Regions from separate parts of the Macaca mulatta genome. Here region 1 is linked to region 2. Evidence: chromatin contacts called from public Hi-C data. All regions are on one chromosome and are shown on one strand. Each heading gives the region's core, a stretch centred on a gene start, on an enhancer-like site or on the middle of the called end of the contact. The rest is flanking DNA. Distances are from core to core; before and after follow the strand shown.

Region 1 (6,217 bases), core at 3,476-5,975, 41 kb before region 2:
ACCAATCAGCACTCTGTAAAAATGCACCAATCAGCGCTCTGTGTCTAGCTAAAGGTTTGTAAACGCACCAATCAGCACTCTGTGTCTAGCTAAAGGATTGTAAATACACCAATCAGCACTCTGTGAAAATGCACCAATCAGTGCTCTGTGTCTAGCTAAGGGTTTGTAAATGCACCAATCAGCACTCCGTAAAAACACACCAATCAGCACTCTGCATCTAGCTAAAGGTTTGTAAATGCACCAATCAGTACTCTGTAAAAACGGACCAATCAGCACTCTGTAAAATGGACCAATCAGCACTCTGTAAAATGGACCAATCAGCAGGATGTGGGTGGGGCCAAAATAGGGGAATAAAAGCTGGCCACCTGAGCCAGTGGCAGCAAACCGCTTGGGTCCCCTTCCACGCTGTGGAAGCTTTGTTCTTTTGCTCTTGATAATAAATCTTGCTGCTGCTCACTTATGGGCCCACACTACCTTTATGAGCTGTAACACTCACTGCAAAGCTCTGTGGCTTCACTCCTGAAGTCAGTGAGACCATGAACCCACCAAAAGGAAAAAGGAATGTGAAGGAACAAACTCCAGACACACCATCTTTAAGAACTGTAACACTCACTGTGAGGGTCTGTGGCTTCATTCTTGGAGTCAGCGAGACCAAGAACCCAACAGAAGGAACCAATTCTGAACACACCAGGACTCAAAACTCATCTGAGTTAAGGAACATGGTACTAGTTAGTTGATGTCTATTTTCTCATTTGTAAAGTGAAGATGAGAATAGTATGTCCTAGCCCATAGAGTTTTTGAGAATTGATTCACATGAAGTGCTCAGAACTCTGCCATCACTTAATATATGCTGGTTATTATTGGGATGACTCCCAATATCATTACCATTAGCATCATCATCGATGTTGTCATCATTATCATCATTAGGACCAATCAAAACCCATTAGCTTAAGTGACCAGCTAGAAATAGAGAAAAATAGGAAACGATTTAAAGCAAACCCCAGGACTGTTACAGAGGAAAAAGAAGACCAAGAAGCATTCACAAGCCTGATGAACGTGGCTAAGTAATAGACTGCATCAGGAAGAGCGGTGTTGAATGAAACTGCCTGGCAACTTAGACAAGGGTGAGGATTTTTTTCTGTTTGTTTGGTGGTTGTTTTTGTTTTTTGAGACAGAGTCTCACTCTGTCACCCAGACTGGAGTGCAGTGGCACCACCTCGGCTCACTGCAATCTCTGTCTCCCAGGTTCAAGCGATTCTCCTGCTTCAGCCTCCCGAGTGGCTGGGATTACAGGCGTCTGCCACCACGCCCAGTTAATTTTTGTATTTTTAGTAGAGACAGGGTTTTGCCATGTTGACCAGGCTGGTTTCAAACTCCTGACCTCAAATGATCCTCCCACCTTGGCCTCCCAAAGTGCTGGGATTACAGGTGTAAGCCACCGCACCTGGCCGTCAAGGGTCAGTTTTAAAGGAGTTTGTATGAATAGCTATATTTTAGAACATAGAAACACAAGTTGAGTTTTTTTCCTCTTCTTAAATTTGTTTGTAAAAATGGATACATAAAATATATTATGTGTATATATTGGCATACTTATTGTAATGAATTAAAACATTAAGCCAAAGCAAAGGTCCCCCAAGCAAACACCGCTTTATTTCCTGCCCCAGATTGCTTTTCCTATGTTTAAACATGTAGGTATCACTACATCAAATACTTAACTTGAAGGATGTGATCAAAATACAGCTTTATTGGCTGGGCACAGTGGCTCATGCCTGTAATCCTAGCACTTTGGGAGGCCGAGGCAGGCGGATCGCTTGAGTTCGGGAGTTTGAGACCAGCCTGGGCAACATGGCAAAACCCTGTCTCTACTAAAACTACAAATGTTAGCCAGGTGTGGTGGCATGCGCCTGCAGTCTCAGCTACTTGGGAGGCTGAGGTGGGAGGATGGTTTGAGCTCAGGAGGTTGAGGTTGAAGTGAGCGGAGATCATACCACTGCATTCCTGCGTGGGCCACAGAGCCAGACTATGTCTAAAAATATACATACATATATTATATATTAAACTATAATATATAAAAACATATGAGAATAATAAAGCTATATATAGCTATATATATAAATACACACACACACACACATATATATATACAGCTTTCTTATTGTCTTCCACCACCTCTTTAACATTTATTCAGGTGGTGTCTTAGTCCATTCATGCTACTATAACAAAATACCTTAGAAAGGATAATCTATAAACAACAGAAATTTATTGCCTCAGTTGTGGAAGTTGGGAAGTCCAAGATCAAGGCACCAGCAGGATCTGGTGTCTGATGAAGGCCTGTTCTTTATGGATTGTGCCTTCTGTGTGTCCTCACAGGGTGATAGAAGGGGCAAACATGCTCTTTCAAGCCTCTTGTATAAGGGCACTAATCTCATTAGTGGGAGCAGAGCCTTCAGGACATAATCATCTGTCAAAGGCCCCACCTTTTAATAGTATCATTTTGGGGGGTGGGTTTCAACATATGAATTTGAGGGGACACAATCATTCAGACATAGCAGGTAGGGTCATCTCATTCCAGCCCTAGAGAGAAATTCTGGCAGAACCAGCCTTTTCTGCTTCAGAAATTAAAACATCCATTTCAACATGTGAATCCAAACTTAATTTCCAACCAGATCTTGTTCTCTTCTCCAGCTGAGGTTGCTCCCCATCTTGCCTTTCTTCTCTATATCCTCCACTCAGTTTGGTGGGCAGCTTCTGACCCCTCCTGCGCAAATGCACCGAGAGGGGAACATGAGAAGAAAGGAAGAGTAGAACCTCGCAAAGGTCTGGACGGTGCAGTACCATAGGCTCTCTCTGGTCTGATAGAGACCAGGTCTGTCCTGTGGCCACTCCAAGGGCCTTTAGAGGCCACTCCCAACGGTGACCCCGTGAGGTGTTGATGTGCTGCTCGCAGTCACCACTCTCTTTCTGCTGCCATTGACTCTTGCCGTGTGGGCGTTCTTACTCTCAGGCAGAAGGACTCAAAATGAATCCAGAATCTCTTCCTCTTTTATAGGACTCATCTCTGCTATAAGGGAATCACTCCCATCCCCTCGCTCCAGCAAAATCTGAGAACACAGTAGATCCCAACATGGCCACCTCCACTCTGCAGCCACGGGTAACCTGAGCTTATCAGGCATGTCCAGTCCTTTGTGTCTCTCAACCACCTGGGACCATATTTCAGGCTCCTCAAAATGGCCCCACGCTTGAGGGAAGGGGATAGAAATTGCCCTCAATGTACTCACAAGAACATCTTTCTCTAAAACATAAAAATAAAAAAATCTTATCACCAATTGCTCTCATTTCATTCCCTAATTCTTTTTCTGTTTCTCCATGAAAGTCCAAATTGTAATTTTTTTAACATTGAATTTTACACTTGATTTCTTATTTTTAGACAGGGGTCTTGTTATGTTGCCCAGGCTGGACTTGAACTCCTGGGCCCAAGTGATTCTCCTCACTTAGCTTCCCACATAGCTGGGACTGTTGGCTATCACACTCAGCTCTAATCCTTTTTAGGGTTGGAAATTTATCCTCAATCTAACTGAGAAGTACAAGAGCCAGTGAGTTCTTTTGTAATCATTTCCTGTGTATATTCTGTACAAGTGGATCTGGCTTTGAAATTTACAGTGTATTAGAGTTTGATGTTTCAATCTTGAAATTTTAACATCCTTTAACATCCTTTTACACATACACACATAACTTTGTTTTGTATGCTTTGTATGTTTTACCTAATGGGATCATCTTATACCTGCTTTTTAACTTTTTTTTCTTTTTCTGAGATAGAGTTTTGCTCTGTGGCCCAGGCTGGAGTGCAGTGGCATGATCTGGGCTCACTGCAACCTCTGCCTCCTAGGTTCAAATAATTCTCCTGCCTCAGTCTCCCAAGTAGCTGGGACTACAGGTGCGTGCCACCATGCCTGGCTAATTTTTGTATTTTTAGTAGACACCAGGTTTCACCATGTTGGCCAGGCTGATCTTGAACTCTTGACCTCAAGTGATCCACCCACCTCAGCTTTCCAAAGTGCTGGGATTACAGGTGCGAACCACAGCGCCCAGCTATATATAGACATGATAATTATATAATATATATATAAAATTTCATCTAAACTTGTATCTTAGAAATTCTTATCAGTAAGCGTACGTGATTTCATTTATTTATTACTCTCTTGGATACTATACATAATCAGGTGGCCCCAATTCTTTACACTGGCAGCAAAGATATGCAAATTCTTCCAGCAGGCCGAATTTGACCCCACACTTGATTAGCGTGGTGGACACAGAGGGTTTTTAAATGGCATAGGAATGCTTTTTGCTTCCCACCGGACCCACTACCCTCTATTGCCACTGATTAATATTACCTTCCTTGAATCAGGAGGAAACCGTTTGTGACTTCTCATATGTAAGATCCTCTAAGGGCAGAAACGCGATTATCTTTGTATTAATCTCCCCGCCCACCCCCACCCCTCCCATCGAGAGCCTCCAGTCAGGTTCAAGCTTTCAAAAAGGCGTGAGATAATCCAATCATCCTTGCCGCTTTTTGCTCCTCCAAGCTCTAGAGGGCGACAAAAATCGCGGAGGCGCATTGGAGTCTACTGAAGGCCGCTCCCGACGTGCGCGTCTTTACGTAGACGTCGGGGGCGGAGCCGCGCTGTGAGCGGTGACTGGCGGCGGCACTGGCGGCAGCTGGAGGTGTAATAGTGCAGGTAGTGGGGTTGGAGAAGTTCCGAGGCGGCGGTGGCGCCGGTGAGGACTAGGATAGCGGAAGCGGGCCCTGGGCTTGTCGCTCACCATGCCGACGGTAGAGGAGCTTTACCGCAATTATGGCATCCTGGCCGATGCCACGGAGCAAGTGGGCCAGGTGAGTGAGTCCCCGGGCGGCCTGCAGGGCCCGGCGCTCCGCGGCCTTTCCAAAGCGCAGCCCGCCGCGCTCTCCCGGGCCGGGCGGGGGCTGCGGCTTCATCCTCCCGGGGGAGCTCCTAACCTCCCCAGGCCGTCTCGTCGGGGTGGGCCTCTCTGGGAGTGTAGACTCTGGCTTCACCAGGGAGACCGCGGTCCCCAGGGTTCCAGGCTTCCCTGCCTCCCTCGCCCAGCCTTTTCCCACCTTGGCGTAACCTAACTCAGCCTGTTCAGGCTCACGTTAATTCTCCTCCCGGGCTTTCCTCTACAGTATTCTCTTAAGCCTTTCTCCTTTCCCGTCCCCTTTTCTGAACAAGATTAGATCGGGAGTTTTCTTCAAGAGGTCAAGATGTGTTGTTTTTTTGTTTTTGTTTTTGTTTTTTTGGAGGCAAAATTCTGCTACTAGTTGAAGAAGAGTGTTTAGGAGACAGAAGTTTGTAAGAAACAGAAGAGGGACTCTTTGGTCCAGACTTTGATGAGGGCTCACGGTTTCATTTATTCAGTACATTTTTTGAGCGCCGAGCGCTGGAGATACAGATGGAAAGGTCCGCGCGCTCTCAGAATGTACAGTTAGGAGGGAGTGTAGTGAGTGATGAATAAGAAAGGCATTGTGAGGCCCGGCTGGGTGGCTCACGCCTGTAATCCCAGCACTTTGGGAGGCCCAGGCGGGTGGATCACGAGGTCAGGAGTTCGAGACCAGCCTGAGCAACATGGTGAAACCCCGTCTCTGCTAACAATACAAAAATTAGCCGGGCGTGGTGGTGCGCGCCTGTAATCCCAGCTACTCAGGAGGCGGAGGTGGGAGGATTGCTTGAACCTGGAAGGCGGAGGTTGCAGTGAGCCGAGATCGCTTCACTGCTCTCCAGCCTGGGCAACCGAGCGAGACCCCGTCAAAAAAAAAAAAAGGGTTTTTTTAAAATTATTATTTATTGTTTTTAATGAAACGTGTTTGAAGAAAATAAAACAGGGCTGGGCGAAGGAGTGTGTGAGAGTGCAGCTCTGAATGGAGTTCTCTGGAAGAGCGCTCTTGCCATGCTTGCCGCGGATACACAGTTTCTCAGCAGTGAATTATCCATACGAGCCATTTGTTCCCTGTATGAGTTTTCAAGTAGCGGAGTACATTGAACTTGATAAGTGGCTGGGAGAAGAACCAGGAAGTCCTAGAGGCAACTTTGATAATTGTTTTAGAAATCCCACACCATAGCTTTTCAGTGCTTAGTTAGAACTTTGTGATTTTTCTGCTTACGCATCCCTTCTTGGAGAAAGTGGAAGATTCTAGTCTATTAAC
Region 2 (6,236 bases), core at 2,295-4,794:
CTCCTGTGATTATAGGTTTGGATGTGCTTAGGGCCCACCAAAACCCATGTTGAAATTTGGTACCCAATGTGGCACTGTTGGGAGATGGGGAGGTTTCTGGGGGTGGATCTGTCATGAACAGATTAATGCCCTCACGGTGGGGCAGGGTGCAGGGGTGAGTTCTTGCTGTCTCAGGAATGAATTAGTTCTCATGAGCGTGGGTTGTTAAAGAGTTTGGCTTTCTTGATTTCTCTCTCTTGCTGCTTCTCTTAACATGTGATCTCTATGCACACCCACTCCCCTTCTGCTTTCCTCCCTAAGTGGAAGCAGTGTGAGGCCCTTACCAGATGCAGCTGCCCAATCTTGGACTTTTCAGCCACCAGAATCATAAGCCAATTAAACCTCTTTTCTTTATAAATTGCCCAGCTTTAGGTATTCTGTTATAACAATGCAAAATGGACTAAGATAATGTTATATGGCAAACAAAATTTTTGCAGACGGCATTAAAGTTACTAACCAGTTGATCTGAGGTTAATAAAAAGGGATATTATTCAGATAGACCTTATCAACTCACATGAGCCCTTTAAGTCTGGGCTTAGAGATAGAGGAATTCAAGAGATTTCAGCAGTGGAAATATTCTCCTGCTTGCCTTCAAGGAATAACTGCCATTGTGAGAGCCACATGGCAGAAAATTGTGGGTAGCCTCAGTGTTTGTTAATGGCCACAATCAGCAGCCAGTAACAAAATGGAGCCCTCAGTCCTACATTCGCAATACATTGAATTCTGCCATGGACTTGAAGAATGAGCTTGACTGAGGACCCCCAAGCCTTAGATGAGATTGAAGCCTTAATATGAGCCTTGTGACACTGAGCAGAGAACTCAGTCACACCACACCAGAAGACTCTTGCCCCAAGGAAACTGTCAGATAATGTGTTAAGCTAAGTTTGTGGCAATTGTTACACAGCATTAGAAAACTAATACAGGATCTCAAAAGATAAGAGTTATCTACAGAAAATAGGTAGGTGGTATAATAAAGCTATAGAAGCTGTAATTCCACCCCGTTAGAGGTTAACTTGTGAAGGTCGACGAAATTACTGATAGCAAAATATGTGATGCTGGGGACTTTCTCAAATTCCTCACTATCCTTCATTCATTTTCAGGTTCTCAGATCTAGAGTCAGGTGGCTCTGAGTCCAAACCTGAGCTCTACCACTTAGCAATACGATCTTGGCCAACTTACTTAACTAGCCAGAGCTCGGTAAGTTGTGATGATTAATAGGAACTATGCATGTACAGGACCCAGCATGTATTAAACACTCAAGAAATGTTAGATGATGATGATGATGTCAGCTTTATACACAAGAAAGAGGGTTGACCTCTATGCCCCCAAAGTAAGATGCTGAGACCAAAGGGATTCCATCATTTGCCACTTCTCTATTTTAAAATTCTGAGGCTGGGCGCGGTGGCTCACGCCTGTAATCCCAGCACTCTGGGAGGCCAAGGAGGGCGGCGGATCACGAGGTCAGGAGATCGAGACCATCCTGGCTAACACAGTGAAACCCCGTCTCTACTAAAAAATACAAACAATTAGCCGGGCGTAGCGGCGGGCGCCTGTAGTCCCAGCTACTCGGGAGGCTGAGGCAGGAGAATGGCGTGAACCCGGGAGGCGGAGCTTGCAGTGAACCAAGATCGTGCCACTGCACTCCAGCACTCCAGCCTGGGCGACAGAGCGAGACTCCGTCTCAAAAAAATAAACAAACAATAAAATAAAATTCTGAAACACTCCCTGTTGCCTATGTCTAAACTCTAAGAAAGAAATTCTTACAACATGCCACTGACTTCACCTTTTCTTTTCTTGAGACGGATTCTCGCTCTGTTTCCCAGGCTGGAGTGCAGTGGTGTGATCTCCGCTCACTGCAATCCCCTCCTCCTAGTGTTCAAGCAATTCTCTGCCTCAGCCTCCTGAGTAGTTGGGATTACAGGCGCCCACCACCACGCCCGGCTAATTTTTGTATTTTTAGTAGAGACGGGGTTTCACCATCTTGGCCAGGTCGAACTCCTGACCTCGTGATCCACCCACCTCGGCCTCCCAAACTGCTGGGATTACAGGCGTGAGCCACCGAGCCCGGCTGACTTCACCTTTTCACTTATTATTCTGCCTGAACCAGTACCTGAGCTCCAAGCCTTTTTTCACCTGGTTGGTTGCTCTCTCCTGTACATATGCCTTCATACACCCCCATTATCCTGTATTTTAATTGTTAGCCTGCCAATAATATCTCACTATATTGCACACTGCTCAATGGTGACATTTCCAAACCCAGAGACTATCAGAGTACCAGGCAAAAAGCAAATAAGCCATATATTTTTAATGAAATGAATGTTCAGTCTTCAGGTCTTTAAGTAAAGCTGTTCCTGGAATGAAGAAAAAACAACAACATGAAAAAACCAATGCTGTGGTTGTTTCTATATTTCTATAGTGTGGTATTTAAACACTTAGCAATTGCTCTCCCGCATACACTTGTGTAGGGAAGCGGTTAAACAATATTTTCATCCTTCTTTTCCCAAGGAGAAAACCAAAAGCATACCAATCTTAAATAACAAACACAGAGGACAATCTTGAAAGACCTAAAATGACCTATCTAGCAAGAAGCTGGCAGCCAAGCTTGTCATCTGCCTGCCTGCTGGTTCACTAGAGGGAAGTGGGTCTCAAACTTTAATATGTATACCAGTCACCTGAGGCTGTTGCTAAAATGTAGTCTGATTCGGCAGGTCGCAGGGGAGAGGGAGAGGAGCCGATAATGTGCATGTCTAAAAGCTCCCAGGTGATGCCAATGCTTCTGGTCTCCAGACCTAGACCTCTAGCTTAGACGTGTGCTGACCAGTACTGTAGGCACATGCGGCTATCTATGACTAGATAAGCTGTCAGTGTAAAATACCGATTTCCAACACTTAGTGGAAAAAAAAAAAAAAAGGAAACTACCTCAATGATGTGTACCGACCACATTGAATTTATATTTTGTGTATTTTGAGCTAAATAAAATGTACTAGTAGGATTACTTCCCTCTATATTTTACATTGCACACGTGGCTCGCATTACCGGACAGCGGTGCGCTAGACTAACAACCGTCTCCATTCTGAAGCTTCCAGTATTGTGAGACTTTAAGAAGAAAAGCAACACCTCTCTTCCCATAGGTGGTTCGAAAGCACACCTTTTGTTCCCCAACTATTTACCAGAAATAAAATGAAAAATCAAAGATTTAAAAAACAACAAAACTGACTCCTCTCACTTCTGCTTAAGCTCCACCTAAGCCACTGCTTTTCTCTCCTTCCGGTTCCCACGCTCCGAGATCGAACCACCCACAGAAAAACAATAACTAAAAAGTGGTCTCCATCCCTGAAGCCAAGCTGGGAGAAGAGCCGAATGTCGCGCTTCCTGGCCGCCCAAACCCAGGAGGAGGAAACCTGATAATCAGCGAGCGACGCCTCTCGACTCCTCCTCCTGCTCCTCCTCCAGCGCCGACCTTTCCAAGATGGCAGGCGCCGGAGACTAGCTTCCGCTTCCGGTGTGAGTGGCCCGGCCGGGGGGGCAAGATGGCGGTGGCAGTAGGGGTCCGTGGCCGGTACGAGCTGCCGCCTTGCTCCGGCCCAGGCTGGCTCCTCAGCCTTTCAACCTTGCTGAGTGTGGCGGCACGAGGGGCCTTCGCCACCACGCACTGGGTCGTCACGGAGGACGGGAAGATCCAGCAGCAGGTAGCGGCCGGGGCGTCCCTCTTCGCCCGTGCCCGCCCTCGCCCCGGGGGGATTCCCCTGCTTGGCCCCTGGCTGTTGGGCTCCGCGCGGCCCCGCCCCCAGCCTACCTTCACACTGTGGTGGCACCGCGACCCCGGCCTCCCTGCATTCGGACTAGGCACTTCCCGCTCCCCACTTGTCTCCTGGTCCTCGTTTGGCCGCCTGGAAGTTCTCACCCTTCCACCTCGCGGGTCGCGCGCCGCGTGGGGAAGAGTCGCCCAGCTGCGGGGGACGGGCCCTACGGACCGTTTTTTGGCTCGGGGTTTAGAAATCACAGATTTCAGGATTCCTGCCTTTGGTGCTTCTCGGGCTCACGCGTCACCGGCCCTCCCCGAGGAAATAGAAAGCAGGTGGCAGCGCCAGGGTGTGCGCGAGTCCCAGGGTGTGTGACAGCTTCTGCACCCCTAGCCTGTGGACCATTCATGCTGCTCCCCTAGTCTCGTCTACCACATGGTGGATTTCGTTTCTGGCTGTGTTGGTTTCAGCTTGTACCGTTACTTAGGTCAGCAGTGGCTCATTAGAAACAGTATAGAAACACTCCCCTTCCCAAAGAATGCTTGAAGATGCCGCTGGTGGCGTTGCCTGCATCTTTTCAGCTGTTACTGCCCTCGTTTCCCAGTGTACTTTGCTTTGTTTCTTTACCTAGTTCCTGTGACCCAGCCTCGCATAGAGGATATGCGATTTCCTGGATTCTTGTATGCCTGAACTAATTCCTCAGAGGCGAGACTGCTTTTCTTATATAACTTTATGATTGCCTGCATTTTGTAAATGCTGCTGATGCCTAAGGAGTGTGTACGTGTGTGTTCCGCTACAGCATCTTGGTAAACTTACTGACTTCGAACACTGGAGAACAATCTTGAAGTGTCTAGCAAACATACAGAAAGTGAATTGTGTGCCGCATGCAGTGTAGCCCACTGATCTAAAACGTTTTAACTAGTGTGGTGGGAAATTACTGGTCCTTTGGGTTGTGTGTAATGAATCATGATAGGAGCACATTGCAACGTTTAAGGTGAGGTTTACCTTTAGATTTGCTGTGTAATGTAATGGCAAATTCTATCTCAAATATAATAAGTAAATTAAATATAATTAAAAATCCGCCTAGGTGTTCATGAGTGTTTTTCAGCATATCTGAGAAAAGACCGTCTTCCTATTGGGTAACATTTTCTATGTGACATACATAAAGAACAGTTTCATTTTCATTGTCATACTAGCTGAGAGTTTAAATATATGTGTATGTGTTTCAGAAACCCAAGAAAACACTGTAAGTCCATATGTGAGTGCTGGTTGCTTCCACCCTTCTTTGTTTCCTGATGGTGGTTTTCCGTGAGGTCTTTATGAAGGGAGACGTGGAATTAAGTCACTCCTGCTGCAATTTGGGGAGCCTTTCTCCTGTTGGCTCTTCTGCAATATTGTTTTTGGCCACAACTATTTATACTCTATGACATTGACTTCTTCCCATTTTGGTGTCCTACCGCCCAGCTGAAAAAGTAGCCCATCTAAAAAGTGAAAGCTGGTGGCAATGTTTTATGTATATGCTTAACATTGCAGTGGGAAAGTAGAGTCTTTTTTTTTTTTTTTTTTTTTAACAAATTCCTTCTTTTTGCACTTTGGATACATATGTATTAATGGGCGAAAGCAGGGGTTACTGGAAATTGCCTCAGAGTAGAGGGGGACATCTGAAGAATCTTTTGGATCTCTGCCAAGTCACTCCTGCACTAAGTAATTAGGCTTAAATTTTAAAAAGTTAGATTTCTTTATTACATGACTTTTTAAGTGATCCTTTTCATTGAATTTTCCAATTCTTTGCTATACATAACATTTATAGTGTTATGTTCAGGCAGCCGCAATATTTTATGCCAGAAGAAATAAGGTTGGTGTCTACAGTGTAACAATAAGAGACCAGGGGATGAAAGTTGGATTTAATCTGAAGAAAAGGTGCCACATCTGAATAAAGTAAAGGAGTTGGGTGCTGTGGTGAGCTGCTGAGTTCCACTCTGATAGCTGATTGTGCATGACCCGTGCTTCCCTTCCTGGCAGTAATTTGTATATAGGTAGAATCCAAACTCTCAATTTAGGTCGTGATTAATTATCACATTTGGGTATACTGTACTTAAGGACTTGAAATATCCTTTTAGTATATGAAATCCATATATATTGCAGATTTATTTGTACATTCAGAAACATAACTAATTAAAAGCTTAGTAAATACAGATGCTTCTCAGCTTATGAAGGGGTTATGTGCTGATAAACCCATTGTAAGTCAAAAATACTGTAAGTCAAAAATGCGTTTAATGCATCTAGCAAGCATTGTAGCTTACCCTAACCTACCTTAAACTGCTCACAACACTTACATTAGCCAAAATTTGGGCAAAATCATCTAACAGCCTCTTTTACAATAAAGTGTCAAAATACCTCATGTAATTCATGAATACTTCACTGAAAGTGAAAAACAGAATAGTTGTATGGACA

Evidence for each region. Hi-C and Micro-C count contacts between places; a contact is called where the count stands out from the background.
Region 1: a contact with region 2 is called in a Hi-C map of CD4 T cells, with 2.8 times the contacts expected there. The contact joins the promoter of API5 here to the promoter of TTC17 in region 2. A contact is called at or near these places in 2 of 14 Hi-C or Micro-C datasets (CD4 T cells and liver).

Annotation. Positions count from the first base shown.
Region 1 is chr14:22,258,746-22,264,962 of T2T-MMU8v2.0, reverse strand. API5 (apoptosis inhibitor 5) reads left to right here and starts at 4,725. Exons shown (of 14, transcript NM_001257933.1): 1 at 4,725-4,891. The coding sequence starts at 4,823.
Region 2 is chr14:22,216,712-22,222,947 of T2T-MMU8v2.0, reverse strand. It overlaps TTC17 (tetratricopeptide repeat domain 17), which reads left to right and starts at 3,544. Exons shown (of 24, transcript XM_015114425.3): 1 at 3,544-3,728. The coding sequence starts at 3,570. It overlaps LOC106993251 (a long non-coding RNA gene), which reads right to left and starts at 4,100. Exons shown (of 3, transcript XR_003722563.2): 1 at 3,836-4,100.